2 separate regions of the Sus scrofa genome follow, and region 2 is linked to region 1. A link is a contact called in public HiChIP or PLAC-seq data. All regions are on one chromosome and are shown on one strand. The core of a region is the stretch at or near the end of the contact, and the rest is flanking DNA. Distances in the headings are between cores, read along the strand shown. Region 1 overlaps OTUD7A (OTU domain-containing protein 7A). Region 2 overlaps KLF13 (Kruppel like factor 13).

Region 1 (6,878 bases), core at 3,582-6,081:
CTGTTTTTCATAATACCTAGGAATTACCCTGCCTGGTTTTGAAGGTTTTCCTTTTTTCTTTGATACTATAAATGGACCGTTTTAATTCTCAGTTTGCCTTTCTTTCTTTCTTTTTTTTTAACTTGGCAGAGCTTGAGAAAGGTAAAATATTTGCATAGCCAGTTTTGGAAATTTCTGGTTGGCTGTTTTGACATTAAAAAAATTACAAAGCAAACACGAATTTACTTTCTGCCTCCTTGATATCTTGTGCGTATGAGTTTGGTTTCTGAATGCACAGATTAGGCATTTCCAGGCTGGCTGCTTTACCTTCTGAGTGAGGAGCAGAGCAGGCGCTGGCGTCTACAGGTGAGGCGGTATTCTGTGACCTCACAGCTTTGGATGGCAAAGCAATTGCTCAGCATGATGTGAAGAATCAGTCCAAAAAGCTGCCACAAACCCTCTTGATGAGAGATTAAAAAAAAAACACACCTTTTTTTTTTAAACAAAAGAAATCCCAGTAATATGAGGGATATGGATGTTAGTAATTACCACACATTGAAAGTATTGTTTAGCGTGAAAAGTAAAACTTTCAAAAAATTTCCTTGATTCTATTTAATAAATAATTTGAAGGAACCACTTATGCAAAACTTGATTACTGAAAACGCCACATGCTGTGGATAATTAAAAACAAAAAGGAATTACTCACAGGAGATACTCAAATTAGTTTATTATAATTCTTCAAACAAGTAAAAAAACTCCTCCCCGTTTTTTTTTTGTTTTGTTTTGTTTTTTGTTTTTGCTGCTCTTTATGTAGGGGAAAAGCATCCTTTCTGGAGAAGGAGAAGCTGGCTCCAATGAAGAGATGGTCTACTGCCTGTTTTCCAAAGGTACACCCACAGCAAGGCTGGGTGCTTTCTCCTCTCTTGGGATTATTAGAGGCTATTCTAAGGCTCTCACAGGTTTTAAAAGATTCTTTTGCTAATGAGGATTTTACCCATCTTATCTGTATTTCTTTGAAAAAAGATCTTTCCTTAGTGAGGCAGATTTCACTCCTCAGAGTCCTTGACCAAGAACGATATTCTCCAGAGGTAATCTTGGAAGGAAGAGGCTGCGTATTGCTGCTCAAAACAGGGTAGGTAAGGACACATTTTTTTTTTTCCTCAAGAAATGTAAAGAGGCACCAAAATAGGGACCGCTCAGGGGTGGGGCTGCCCCTAATGTATTATGGAGCCACAGTCTGAGTTACCTCCACCTTGCTGAGGGGACCCCGATGGGAGCGGTGCCCCTTCACTGGCTAATCCCACACAGATTCGAGTGGAGACAGGGGGTGGGCTTCCTTCCCCGCTGCTCTCAGCCCCTTCCCTCTGGAGAGAGGCGCAGGCCGGGTTTCAGAGCGGCCTAGCGGGGGCTTACACAGTGACCATAGGGTCAACTCCTCGCCTCTCTCCTGGCCCACCGATGGTTGCTTCCTAGGGGCTCTCCAGCGACAGTTCACTGTGGAAGTGTCTTCAAAGGAGAAAAGTGAGCAGACTGTCATCTTTGCTCATATAAGGGCAACTCCAAATAGTGAGTTCAGAACCTTGCTTTGGGGACCCAAGGTGTCTTTGGAAAGCTCCTGTCACCTGAGCTGCCCGGCACCGGGATATATAGCTACACCTCACAGCGTCTTGCGAGGTAGGTTGTCCGGTGCCATCCTACGGACGCCCGCGGCTTTGATGGCAGTGTGAATGTCGCTCGGGCCGGGGGCTGTGGGAGAAGGTTTTGCTTATGAGATGGAGCCGCGTATTCCCAAAGGGCCACAGGGGCCACCAGGGCGTCAGCGGGCATGAGCCCACAGGCGGAGCCGCCAGCGCGGTCCCTGGGCCTCGCGCTCGCTTCTAAACCCTGGGTGGCACCGATCGCACGCAGGTGACCGCTACATGGAAGAGGTCAGTCGCTGGGTTAGGAAAAAAACAAAAACCAAAAAAACAAAAAAACCCAAAAAAAGCCAAAAAAAAAAAGCCAAAAAAAAAAAAAAAGGCATGTAAAACACTCCCTTCTAAAAACAAAGGGCTGCAAATTTCTTTATTTCTCTTATTGAGGAACAAAAATACTCTTGCAATGGCTATTGAGTTTCCACAGGTACGAGGCAGATGCTAGCTAGCACACCCACTTCCAACAGTATGACTTGTTTCCTATCCGTCTACTACCTGAGTGGCGTCAGTGTAGGTTCAGGCACCATTAGGAACGTTTGACCAAACACGTACACAGCACGGACAGAGGATCTCCGGCCTTCCGGTGGACCAGGGCTCGGAAAGAGACACCGACAGCGTGGAGAAGCCATCCTGGGCGGCGGGGCCGCGGGCGCGCGCTCAGGGCCGGGCCGCGCGCGCCTCGCGCCGCCGCCGCAGCTCCTCGCGGTAGCAGCACGAACAGAAGTGTTCGGTCTCGGCGCGACCATAGAACGCGCAGTTCTCGCGCTGGCAGCGTCGCTGCGCTGGCCCCGCGCCCGGGCCGCCGCGGCCGCACTCACCGTTCGAGCGCGCGGCCGGTGCGTCGGCGTCGGCGTCGGCGAACTCCAGGCCTTCGCGCGCCGCGCCGAAGCCGTTGGTGTAGGTCTGCGACTTGTGCTCGGTCGCGCTCACCGCCCCCGCCGCGCCGGGCAGGGCCCCTGGGACGGCGCGCGCCAGCGACTCTACCGTGTTGACGGTGCGTAGGGCGGCGGCGCGCGCCGGGCTGTAGCTCTGCGACGACAGCGAGCGGTTCTGCTGCGGGTATGTGGCGCAAGGCCGCAGCGCGCCCACGGCTGGGGCGCATGCCTCGTCCCGCGCGCCCGCCGTCTGCACATGGATAACACTCTGGCGCGCAGGCGGCGCAGGCGGACTGCGGCCGGGAACCGGTCCGCTGGCGCCCACGCGCCGCGCGCCCCCGCCTCCGGGGCCCGGAGAGGCCGCGCCGCCTGCTGCTGCCCGCGCCGCCCGCGTGCCTGCCGCCGGCCCGGGGCTCGGGCGCTCCTTGAGCTTGAGCACCAACTGCGTGGGCGGCCCGGCCGGCGGGCCGGGTGATGCGCGCTCGGGGCCCGGCGTGCCTTCCGCCTCCGGCCTGCGCGGCGGTCGCTTGGCCGCGGAGGCGGCTGCGGCGGCGGCGTCGCGGCGCCGCTGCTCCTGCTCGGCGCTGAAGCGCTCCTGCGCGCTGGTCAGGTAGTAGCCGATCATCTCTTCGTGGAACTGGTGCCGGTGGCTGGTGAGCAGCAGGCCGGCGAAGATGAACTTGCGCTCGCCCTGCATGGCGGCGCGTAGGATGTTGAGGCTCAGCTTCACGTCCGTGCTGTACTTCCAGGCGTCACCGCGGGGTCCACTTCCCTTGTCAGCCGGCGACGCTCCGGCCGCCCTGTCCGTGGGCGACGGCGTGGTCTTCTCCGAGGGAGACGTGCTAGCCGAGGCGCCGGACTCCTCCTTGCTGCCCTTGCGCGACTTGGCCTTCTTCTCCTTGCCGCGCTCAGGCGCGTCTCCGTGCTTGCCATTGGCGGAGTTGGCGCGGCTCATCTTGCCGTGCACCAGGCCGCCCAGGCCGCCCATGTTTTTCTTCAGCTTGATACCCAGCGTCTTGCTGAAGCTGCCTAGCTTATTGGCCACAGAATCCGCTCGTGTCTTGTCCTTGTCCTTGCGCTGTTTCTCCTTCTCCTTGTCCTTGCCGTTCTTGCCGTTGTTGCTGTTGGAGTTGCTGCACACCGAGTCGCGGTCTGAATCGAGTGAATCGGCCAAGGACTGCACGTCCTCCCCCGCCGAGGCGGTCGGGGACTCCGGCTGTGCTAGAGGGGCCTGTGGAGGGGGCGGGCAGGTAAGGGATGAGGTTAGAAATCAGCAGTCCCCAAGCGGACTGATGGAGGCAGATCCCTCCCTCCCCGCTGTGTTGCCTCCAGCCCCACTGTCCCTGTCCCAACCGAGTCTCCTGATTCTAGATCTCGAGTTGCTGCCTTCACAGCCCTCATAAGGGCTAAACAAGGACGTCCAGAGTAATTGACAGGCAGGTCAATGTGGAGATGAGGCAGGACTCCGAAGCCAGACTGCCACCAGCTGTCACTTGTGCCATTAGTAAGAGGGGTATCGGTACCTGCCTCAGGGAGCCCAGTGAAGATTAAATACAGGTAAAGGCTGAAGTATGAAAGCACTCTGAGTGGTGCCGGCTTGTCCTGGGTACTGATTGTGCCGGGCACTGCCCTATTTGCTCTTCTCCTGTCACTTATAAAATATTAATTATAAGCTCCACTTTATGGCTACATAAACTAATGTCTAGGGAGAATAAATTCACTTATAAGCTTTTCTTTTAAACATCTCTTTTGGGGAGACCATCACTGAGACCACAAAAATATCAGATACTTAAAGCGAATCCGTCTTAGTATCTGGAGGCGAGGACAGCATGGGTTCTCCCTGGGGGAGGGGGCCAAGTGGGGCAGGCAGCCCCCCTTGTCACCGCCTTTTCGGAGGGGAGGGAAAGTGAGGGGAAGGGGGGGGTGCCAAGGAATCGCGCCCTCGGTTCTCTGCCTTTTCCGAGGACCCACACACTTTTATAATTAATTCCGCTCCGTGGCAGCACATCGTGTTCCGAGCTGGGCAGAGTTTTGTGTTGCGACTTGCCTACGGTTTGTTTTCTGAGTGGGCGTGTTTATTCCGCTCCTTCTGTCGAAGATAAGGGGACCTCAAAAAAATAAAACACACACACAGACACACAACCTAGCCTGAGCGCTGCTATGGCCAGACACGCAGGCGCACGCGCAGACAGGCGCGCGTTCCAGTCGGAACCTGGGCGGTCAGCGTTGGGGAGGATGCACCCCCGCCTTCCTGCCGGAGCAGAATGAGCAGCCGCCGCCCCGCCTGCCGCTTCTTCCCGTCGCACGCCTAGCTTACCCGGGTCTCCGAGGGGATCCGGATCCACGTCACATTCATGTAGCTATGCAGAAGGTTTAGCTTGGCTTCCAGCGACAGGATCAGGCTAGAGAGAGGAACACCAAATGAGACGCGTCCCGGCTCGCCCCGCCCGCCGACCGTCTCCAGAGGAGCCGGGGCGCTGCGCCCAGCCCCTCCCCGGGGAGCCCAGCGACAGCCCGCTCCGTAGGGCGTGGGGGAGGGGGACACAGGGGTAGGGTCTTACTGTGCCAGCCTGGCGTTATCGTTGTCGTCTTTCCCCCATTCCCAGTCCTTGCCGGGGTCCACAGCAAAGTGCAGAGGCAGCAGCTTGTGCTCCGAATCCGTCAGGGGGATTACGGCTGAACGCAAAAGAGGGAGGCCAGTGCCAGGTGGTCCACCGGCCAGGACGGAGGTCAGTGCTCCCGCAGCCCCGAGAAAGGGCAGGAAATGGGCCCCAAGACCAGGAGGCTCCGTGATTAAGGAAACGGAATGGAGGTGTACAGGGGACATCTGGGCCAGCGGGAGCTTTAGGGCCACATATTTTATTTTTATTCTTTTGTCTTTTTAGGGCCGCAGCATATGGAGGTTCCCAGGCTAGGGCTCAAAACGGAGCTGCAGCTCGCTGGCCTACACCAGAGCTCACCTTAATGCCAGATCCTTAACCCAGGGAACAAGGCCAAGGATAGAACCCACGTCCTCACAGATACTAGTCGGGTTCATTAACCACTGAGCCAGGAACTCCAAGGTGGTAATATTTTAAAACTGCTACTAATAGTTTTTAAAATGTCCTACTTTTTGTGGATTCTGAAAAGCAGTTGGACACACTACCTGTCCTCAACTTGGGTCTGTCAGACCGGAAATACCCACCTCTGGCGGCAGACAAAGAAACGGTATTATTGCTTCTGCTGCTTCTAGTTCACCTGGGGTGGGGGTGCGGCTTTAGGGCGAGGCCCTCCCATCTCCTCCCAGAGAGTGAGGGCTGCCTACCCCCCTGCTCATTTGTGAGTTCATTCAGCAAGTCTGTGACAGTGTGGGACCCCCACATCCCATACCCCTTTGTCATAGGGAGCTCACCTCCTGTATTGGGGGTGGGAGGCGGGGACAGAGTACACAGGTGACATACACTTCCTGCTGTCAGGTGGTGATAAGGTAAACAGCAGGCTGAGGAAGCTCAGGCAAAGAGGCCAGCCAATGAGCCTTCTGAGGAGGGAAGAGATAGAGAAGGCAAGGATGGGCCCCTCGCTGCACCAAGGGACAGAGTCATCAAAACCACTCCTGACTGCAACCCACCCCTGCCCCTGGGGATCCTGGCCACCTCTGAAAGGCTGGGGCAGAGGTTGGTGTTTACAGGTTTGTCTAGGATCCACTGGGGGCTTCTGGAGTTGCAGTGGGCCAGCTGAGATCAGTTCCCTAGTGATGGGGTTGACTCGCAGTTGGGAGGTAGGGAGAAATATGGCAGCCCCATTTCCGCCCTCTGAGCAGCAGTCTTTTCGTGGGGGCTGTAGGCCCCTCCTGAGGTTCAAGTCCCAGCTGAGCAGCATAGCCCAGGGCTTGGTTGGGTCAGCTGCTTTGTTTGCTGGAGCTGCCTTGTTTCCTGTTTCCAGTGGCTGGTGGAGAGAGAAGTGGGTGCTGTCCTGAGCGCTGCCCTGAGTGGCCCGCCCTCCCAAATGCTGGTGATGGTAGAAGTGGGTGCAGGGCAGGGACCCAGTGCACCTCCAGGTGTGACAAGCAGACACTGTTGGGACCTCCACCGGGGGCTCTTGCCTCTGCTGTTGTCCCACCAGCTTGAGAAGAAGGTGGGGCTGGGCCACTTTATAGATTGGGAAATGGGCTAGGAGCTGACAGTGGGGCAGGGGCCTCCCTCTTTCAGGCTCATCCTTGCCCGTCTCCAGCCCTGGAGCGCCTCTCTCCTGCTCCTGTGCTGGTGGCCAGAAGTTGCCTAGCCCTGAAGGAGTAAACAGGGTTTCCCACAGGCTGATTTCCTTGGTGCCCAGAGCCCTACCATTGGGGACA
Region 2 (6,559 bases), core at 155-2,654, 100 kb before region 1:
TGTAGAAGCTGCCAGGCCAGGGATCAAACCCGAACCACAGCAGTGATAATGCCGATCCTTAACCTCTAGGTCACCAGGGAACTCCTGTTGCATTTGTTTTTATTTCTGATTGTAAAAGTTGAGGAGTTCCCACTGTGGCACAGCGGGATCGGCAGCATCTCTGTATCACCAGGATGTAGGTTCATTCTACAGCCCCATGCAGTGAGATAAAGGATCTAACAAGGAGGAAAAGCCAAGGGCAGCCGTTTGCAGTTCTTCACTTTAATCCCACCCTCACAAGTCACTACTGTTAACACGTTTGCCTGTGTGTATTTTTTTATTTTTTGGCCTCACCCGAAGCATGCAGAAGTTCCCAGGCCAGGGATCGAACTTGTGCCATAGCAGTGACAACACTGTATCCTTAACCTGCTGAGCCACCAAGGAACTCCTGCCTCTGTGAATTTTAATGTAAAACTTGGGAGTGTTCTGCACAAGTCATTTTATTTCTGCTCTCTCACACTGTCACATTCTGTATTGCAAGGGAATGTGTATTTAGGGGCAGATTGCCTTCTAGAAAGAATGAGTCTGATACCTACCAGCAGTGCAGGAGAGCATCTGGCCCAGCACCCTGATAGAAAGGGTGCTCTCCAGATGACCACAGGCTCTGCGGTGAGCAGGATTGGCTGGTTGGAAGAGTTCACCTCACCAAAGCCCCAGACCCCCTCTTTGCCCCAAGATCCTCAGACTGCCCTATTGTGCACCCCACCTCTGGACCCTCAGGGCTAGAAGGCATGTGGTCTGGCCTCAGATGCCAAGATCTCCTGGGCCTAGGAAGGTAGCCCTGGAAACTTGTCTGTTTTGGGGGTTCAGACCATGCCTGGGCGGGGCTTTCCATCTCTTCTTAGTGCTGGTGTCAGCAGGGGCCCTCCGCCTGGGCACCACCATTCCGCCTTTCAAGGTCCCCTGATTCCCTGCTCTGAGTGCATAGGCCTGGTGGCCAGCATGGCATCTGACTGGGCCTTGGTCAGAGCTTCTGGAAATGTTAGTACTTCTGAGGCCCATACCGGTTGAATGTGGGTCGGGCACACGTCCTGTGGCAGCTTTCATGACTGAGATGAGGGCATACATGATGGTGGCTCCAGATTCTGGCCCTCCAGATCCTGGCTGTCCCCTGGACCGGCTCCGGCAATTGCTTTGTCTCGGGGACGGGAGCGCCACCCTCTGGCCTTGGCCTCTCCGTGGCCTCTGTGTTCCAGGCCCCTGGGTGCTTTAGTAAAGTGAGGGAGGGCCTTGTTTCCAGTGGCTCCCCAGGACCACTGGGCGCCACCTCTAGGGCAGCCGTTTGCAGTTCTTCAGGGAGGGCAGCTCTGGGCCACCCTCCCCTTGTCAGTCTGCAGGCGGCCCCCTGGGGGCAGTCAGGTCAAGGCGTCTGCCTCCCACCACGCCTAGCTGTGGTCAGGGCCTCTGCCTGGTTGAACTGTGTAACCCAGCCCACCCAGATTTCCTGGGCTGTCTCCAGGCAGTTTTACTGACTCCAGTGAAAAGGCAAATGGAACCTAAGCAGGGGCCCGTAGCCTTGGTTACAAGGGGGGTTTTACAGTCACTTTGCCCGTGCTCACTGGAAAAGTCAGAGCCAGGCTAGTGCCCAGGGAACCCGTGGCCGCAAAGGGTGCTCTTCTGGCTGTAGAAGAGAAGGCCCGCCCAGAGGAAGCAGCAGGAAGTACCCGTGGGAGGGAGGAGGGGAGCCCTGGGAGGGGCTGGGCTGGGCTGGGCAGAGTCCCTGCCATCTGGCCCGCCCACCCCCGGCTGGCCTGGCTAGCCAGTGTCTGGCCTGGTCCCGGCAGGGGTTGGGCTGCTTCCAGATTTGTTTTCATTTTCAATTCCCTTTATTGCTCAAACCACCCCAGGGCCACAGAAAACAAACGGTTATCCTCAGCTGACCTCAGATTCCTGGCCTCAATTGTTTGCCGTTTGCTAATTTTAGCTTCCCATCATTTCCACCCTTATCCTCCCCCAAAGGGAGACACACACCAAGAATAGCACCGGGAAGGGGGGGCCCGAGGTGTCTGCGGCCAGAGTTCCCACAGCAGCGATCTGGCAGGGAGCAGAGGCGGCCTGGGGCCTACAATGGGGACCCCAGGCCCTCTTGAGGAGGACCCTGCACCCCCACGGCCTGAATGTGCAGGACAGAAGAAGGACTCTTCTGAGTCTATTTCTCCTTTTAAACAGAAACCAGGCTGCTTCTGGGACCCACCCCTCCCACAGCCCTGCGTCACCCAGAGACCCCTGGAGGCAGGAACTTCCCTAGAGCTCCCAGCCTCCAGAGCCAAGGGGACTTGCAGACTGGGGTCAGACGTGACACTTGGCGTGGCCAGGCCCAGTCTCCGCCCAGCACCTTGGGGACATGCTGTGATGGTCTGTCCAGGGCCCAGGAGGGTGGACCTCAGGGACCAGAGGAGGGATGAAGTCCAGTGAACAAAGTGGCCTCCAGGCCAGGCCTACTGGAGAAGAGAGAGAAGTTTCGGGGAGCAGGGCCTGCTTTAGCCCCGCTGCCCTTGGTTGTTTGCAGGGGAGGCCAGACGTATCATTTCATCCATTGGTATATCAGGGCCGCACATTCAGAAATCAGAGCCCAGCGTGTCTCATGCTAGAGTAACACTGAGTAACATGTAATAAGGAAAACCAAAGCCTGAAGCCCCTAGACGATGACGTAGTTGGGAAATGGGCTGGGTCCCGCTTCCTGCCCCTTCTCTTCCAGTCCAAACCACATTGCAGGGAGAAGGCAGCATCCAGGACACAGCCACTCTGTCAGCGCTGAGCCTCTCTGGACATGAATTTTTATGGAATCAGAAGCACCACCAACAAAAACAATGGAAAGTACTCTCAGGATGATATGGGCGGGCAGGGAGGAGCAAACACGTGCTGTGTCCTCTCACCTCGGCCTCGGCTGGTCTGTACCCTCCATGGCTTCTGAAGAGGGTGATGCCCTTAGTCTGAATCAGCAAAGTGATTCTCTAAGAAAAGCCTAGGCTGCTGAGAATGTTAGAGCTGTCCTGCTCTGTAGATTATTTTAAACGTGAATCGGAGCAGTGCGGGTGGCAGTGCCCATTGCCCAAGGCCCACACAGTTGTTATGATGAACGGGCACCAGGTTATGTTTCTGTCCCGGAGGTAGCAGTGCTAGTGTCTTCAGTGGCCTCTTTGGTGGCAGCTGCCTAGCGCACGCTCAAAAGTCTCTCTGCAGGTCACAGTTTGGGGCATTGTCTGCTGACTTCCTGGGATGGTGGTGAAGTACACCCTGGCACCCCCATCCTGCACTGCAGCCCAAGATAAGACATTTTGGATTAGGTCAGCATCATATTCAGAGCCAGTTAGGAGTAAGTAAACGCAGGTTGCAGGTGACCCAGGTTTCATATGCTCCTTTTCCTTCAAATTAATAGTTGTCCTTTTTGCTTGGTTTTCTCAGTGCCATTGTCACTGCCTTGTCCCTTCACCCCTGGTCATATGGCTCTGCCTCCTCTCCAGACATCTCAGGGCCCTGGACTGATTGTCACTGCTGTCCCAGGACCCTTCCCTAGTGTTCAGGCTCTGTTTTCCTGAACCACACCTCTGCTTTTGTGTAGAGCCTAAAAGAGGCGCAGGAGCCTGGAGCATGTGGCTCCTGGCCTTGCACTTGATTTGTGTTAGGCCAGGTGTCTGGTCCCTGGCCTCTGGGTTTGCCCACAGGGCTTGGCCGCACCATCCTGGGCCCCTGCTAGGGATGCTGAGAAGGCTGAGGTGTCACCATGACTCTTTTGACTCTTGATATTAAGTACCTTTGTGCTCTGTTCTTCGAGGGCCTTCCAGTGAGTGTGGGACTCTAGCAAGGCTGTGAGTTGGTTGGGGCAGAGATGCCTGGCCTAGGCTCTGTCCTGAGCATGGCCATCTTGGATGACCGCCCACCTGTGTCCTCGGGGCTCCATTAACCTGGACTCGGAATTGTTAGGCTGCCCCTTCCCTTTTCCTACCTTTGTCTTCCTGTCATCCATTTATTGTTCTTTTGCTTTTGTTCTGTGGGACTTGCTCAATGTTTTCTTGCAACCCTGGGGTGGGGATTTTAATCTCTGCCACATCACTGTGCTGTGTCCTTGCTTTCAGACTCATGTGTCTGGGTCTCCTTATTTTTTCTTTCTTTCTTTCTTTCTTTTTTGGCTTCATAGGACCGCACCCGTGGCATATGGAAGTTCCCAGACTAGGGCTCAAATCAGAGCTGTAGCTGCCTACACCACAGCCACAGCAACGTAGGATCCTTAACCCACTGAATGAGGCCAGGAATCAAACTTGCATCCTCATGGATACTAGTCGGGTTTTTAACCCACTGAGCCACAGTGGAAACTCCCTGGGTCTCCTTTTTAAAAGAGCATTCTGCTCTTGCTTCGTAGGTACTCTCTTAGCTCTGAGCATGAGTAACAGCTCAGGAACTTCCTTCTCCCCACCTCTGTGTCCCCAGGTTGCCTTTCCTGCTTGCCAGTGTGGATCTCTGGCCCACCTCCAGTCAGAGGCTCTTCTCAAATGTCTGATGGTCGGTGATATCTTGAAGCGAGGCCCAGAGGCTGGGAGCTGCCTGGGGGTCCGGCCCTGCCTGGTGGTGTACCCTGGCTGCAGCCCTGGGAGGGCAGGTGGTGAGGCTGTGGGTGTCAGCACAGAGCAGGTGAACTGTTCCTCAGGCCCCTGTTCAGGAGGCCACTCTGGCCTGAGCTGTGTCTGAGGTCTCCAAGCCAGAGTCCCAACCTCCACTGACCTCAGACAGTCAGGTGGTCTTTGGCAGGTGCCAGAAAGGCAGGCAGCTGCGTGTGAGGCACAGAGAGGACCGTGGTGTGTCCACTGCATCTTTCACTAACGTTGATGACCCCTCCTCCAGCCCCCCTGTATCCTCCACTTTTGGGGGCTCATAAGTCTCTGGCAGGGAGGGCGGGGCGGGGCACAGTGCACAGAGTAAATGTAGTTACTTCTTTGCTTTTCTGTCTGCTTTCTAATTTCCAGCTTCCTAATTATTATTGTTATCTTCTTTCCCTCCTCCTATGTCCTTTAATATTTCTTTTCTTTCATTTTAGAGGGATGTGGGGACTGGAAGGCAGATACCTGCCATCTTTATCCAGAGTTCCTCTCTGGCAGGGAGGTCTGGGGAGAATTGAGAGGGTACAGTGAGGACGCCCCTTGGTGGCAGGGAAACACCTTCCCCTGGCCGCCTCACACTGTGTTGTCCAGCACTATCAGCCAAGGCCCTCCTTTCATCTAGCGGTGTTATTCAGGAAGAACGGCTAAAGCTCCAGCCAGCAGTACCTTAGGGCAAACAAGACTACAGTTGTTCAAGAATAGAAGAGAGCTAACCCTGAAGCTGGTGATTGCATGACGGCTGCTGGTCCTGCAACACTGGAACTCACTCCAGATAGGGGAGGTCACACTCTAAGTAGGAAGGACATACTTGAGGCAAGAAGGACTCAGTGCAGGCAGAGAGATCATACTTTAAGTGGGGAGGGCATATTTCAGGCAAGCATGAAAAGCTGAGGAGATATAGCTCTCTCTATAATGAAAATGGATCCAGGGGCTTATCCAGAACTCATTGCCCAGAATCAGTTCTCAAAGCCAATCCTAGTTGCCAGGGAGTCGAGAAGGAAGTGTTTTCTGCTGGTGTATTGCTGTTGCAAAAGCTAAAGCTGTCTTCTCTATAAAAAGAAGACCTGGCCAGTGGGCACTTAGCTCTCTCTGCCACAGTCACCAGGCAGCTCCTACATGTTTGTCCTCAAAATGGGCTGTGGAGTGTCTGGTTGGCAAAGGTGACTGTGGTGTGATCCAGTGCTCCTAACCCCTCTTGCATCTAAGGAACCTCAGAAAACACTTTCTCCAGCATTTAACTTTTCTCCCGAACAAGTGAAGCTATATTAGCCCTTTGCACTGTCTAAGAAGTACTGACTTAGCACTCAGAAATAAATTGTGTGGTCACTGCTGCAGTGATCACAAAATATGAGGGAAATAGATTTTCCGTAATTCATTATTGAAACTCTAGTTGTGAGCTCTCTTTAGGCTCCTCTAGGCTGGGACAGGTTCCCAGAGTTGCCTTGTTTCCCCTGACCTTGACAATTATGGGATTGGTGGCCAGGAATTGTGTAGAATGTCCTTCAATTTGCATTTGTCTGGCATTTTTCTCGGGATGAGACTGGGTTTATGGCTTTTGGGGAAAAACGAAATGCTCTTCTCATCACTTCATATTGGTAGGAGAGTGATATCCATGTGACTTCCTGCTAATGTTTATTTTGTTGCTCAGACGTTCCTGTCTTGGCCCAGGACTCTGTTGTCTCCTCGGTCCCTTGGACCTGCCCCATCATTTTGGCTCTTCTCCACTTCCTCACTTTTCTGGCATTATGAGATGATGCAGGCTCCTCTGTGTGTTTCCCACTCCCGTCCTGGACTCATCCATTTCTCTGAGGATCCCTGTATCCTTTTATTGGAAAATAGTATTTAGAAACCAAGATCTGAGGGCTGCAGATGTGCCTTGCTCCATGGGGTGTCCCTGTCTGGACAGAGCCAAACATGGATGTGTC

The links. HiChIP or PLAC-seq counts read pairs in DNA pulled down with a chosen protein or histone mark.
Region 2: an H3K27ac HiChIP or PLAC-seq map of skeletal muscle shows a contact between it and region 1. The contact joins two enhancer-like sites. A contact is called at or near these places in 1 of 5 promoter capture datasets (liver), 9 of 47 Hi-C or Micro-C datasets (embryonic fibroblasts, fetal skeletal muscle, heart right ventricle and 3 more) and 1 of 2 datasets of contacts at active chromatin or transcription factors (skeletal muscle).

The regions. Positions count from the first base shown.
Region 1 is chr1:143,413,689-143,420,566 of Sscrofa11.1, reverse strand. OTUD7A (OTU domain-containing protein 7A) reads right to left here. Exons shown (of 15, transcript XM_021098720.1): 13 at 5,110-5,224; 14 at 4,866-4,950; 15 at 1-3,779. The coding sequence ends at 2,331. Among named protein-coding and RNA genes, the nearest start is that of KLF13, 120 kb to the left of the region's middle. Within about 2 kb of position 4,831, at least 41 of the 83 cell types and tissues checked have an H3K27ac peak or open chromatin away from gene starts, as enhancers often do. A contact at or near this core is called in liver, skeletal muscle and subcutaneous adipose tissue, where this site is marked.
Region 2 is chr1:143,514,361-143,520,919 of Sscrofa11.1, reverse strand. The region is part of intron 1 of KLF13 (Kruppel like factor 13); the gene reads left to right. Among named protein-coding and RNA genes, the nearest start is that of KLF13, 23 kb to the left of the region's middle. Within about 2 kb of position 1,404, at least 55 of the 83 cell types and tissues checked have an H3K27ac peak or open chromatin away from gene starts, as enhancers often do. A contact at or near this core is called in liver, skeletal muscle and subcutaneous adipose tissue, where this site is marked.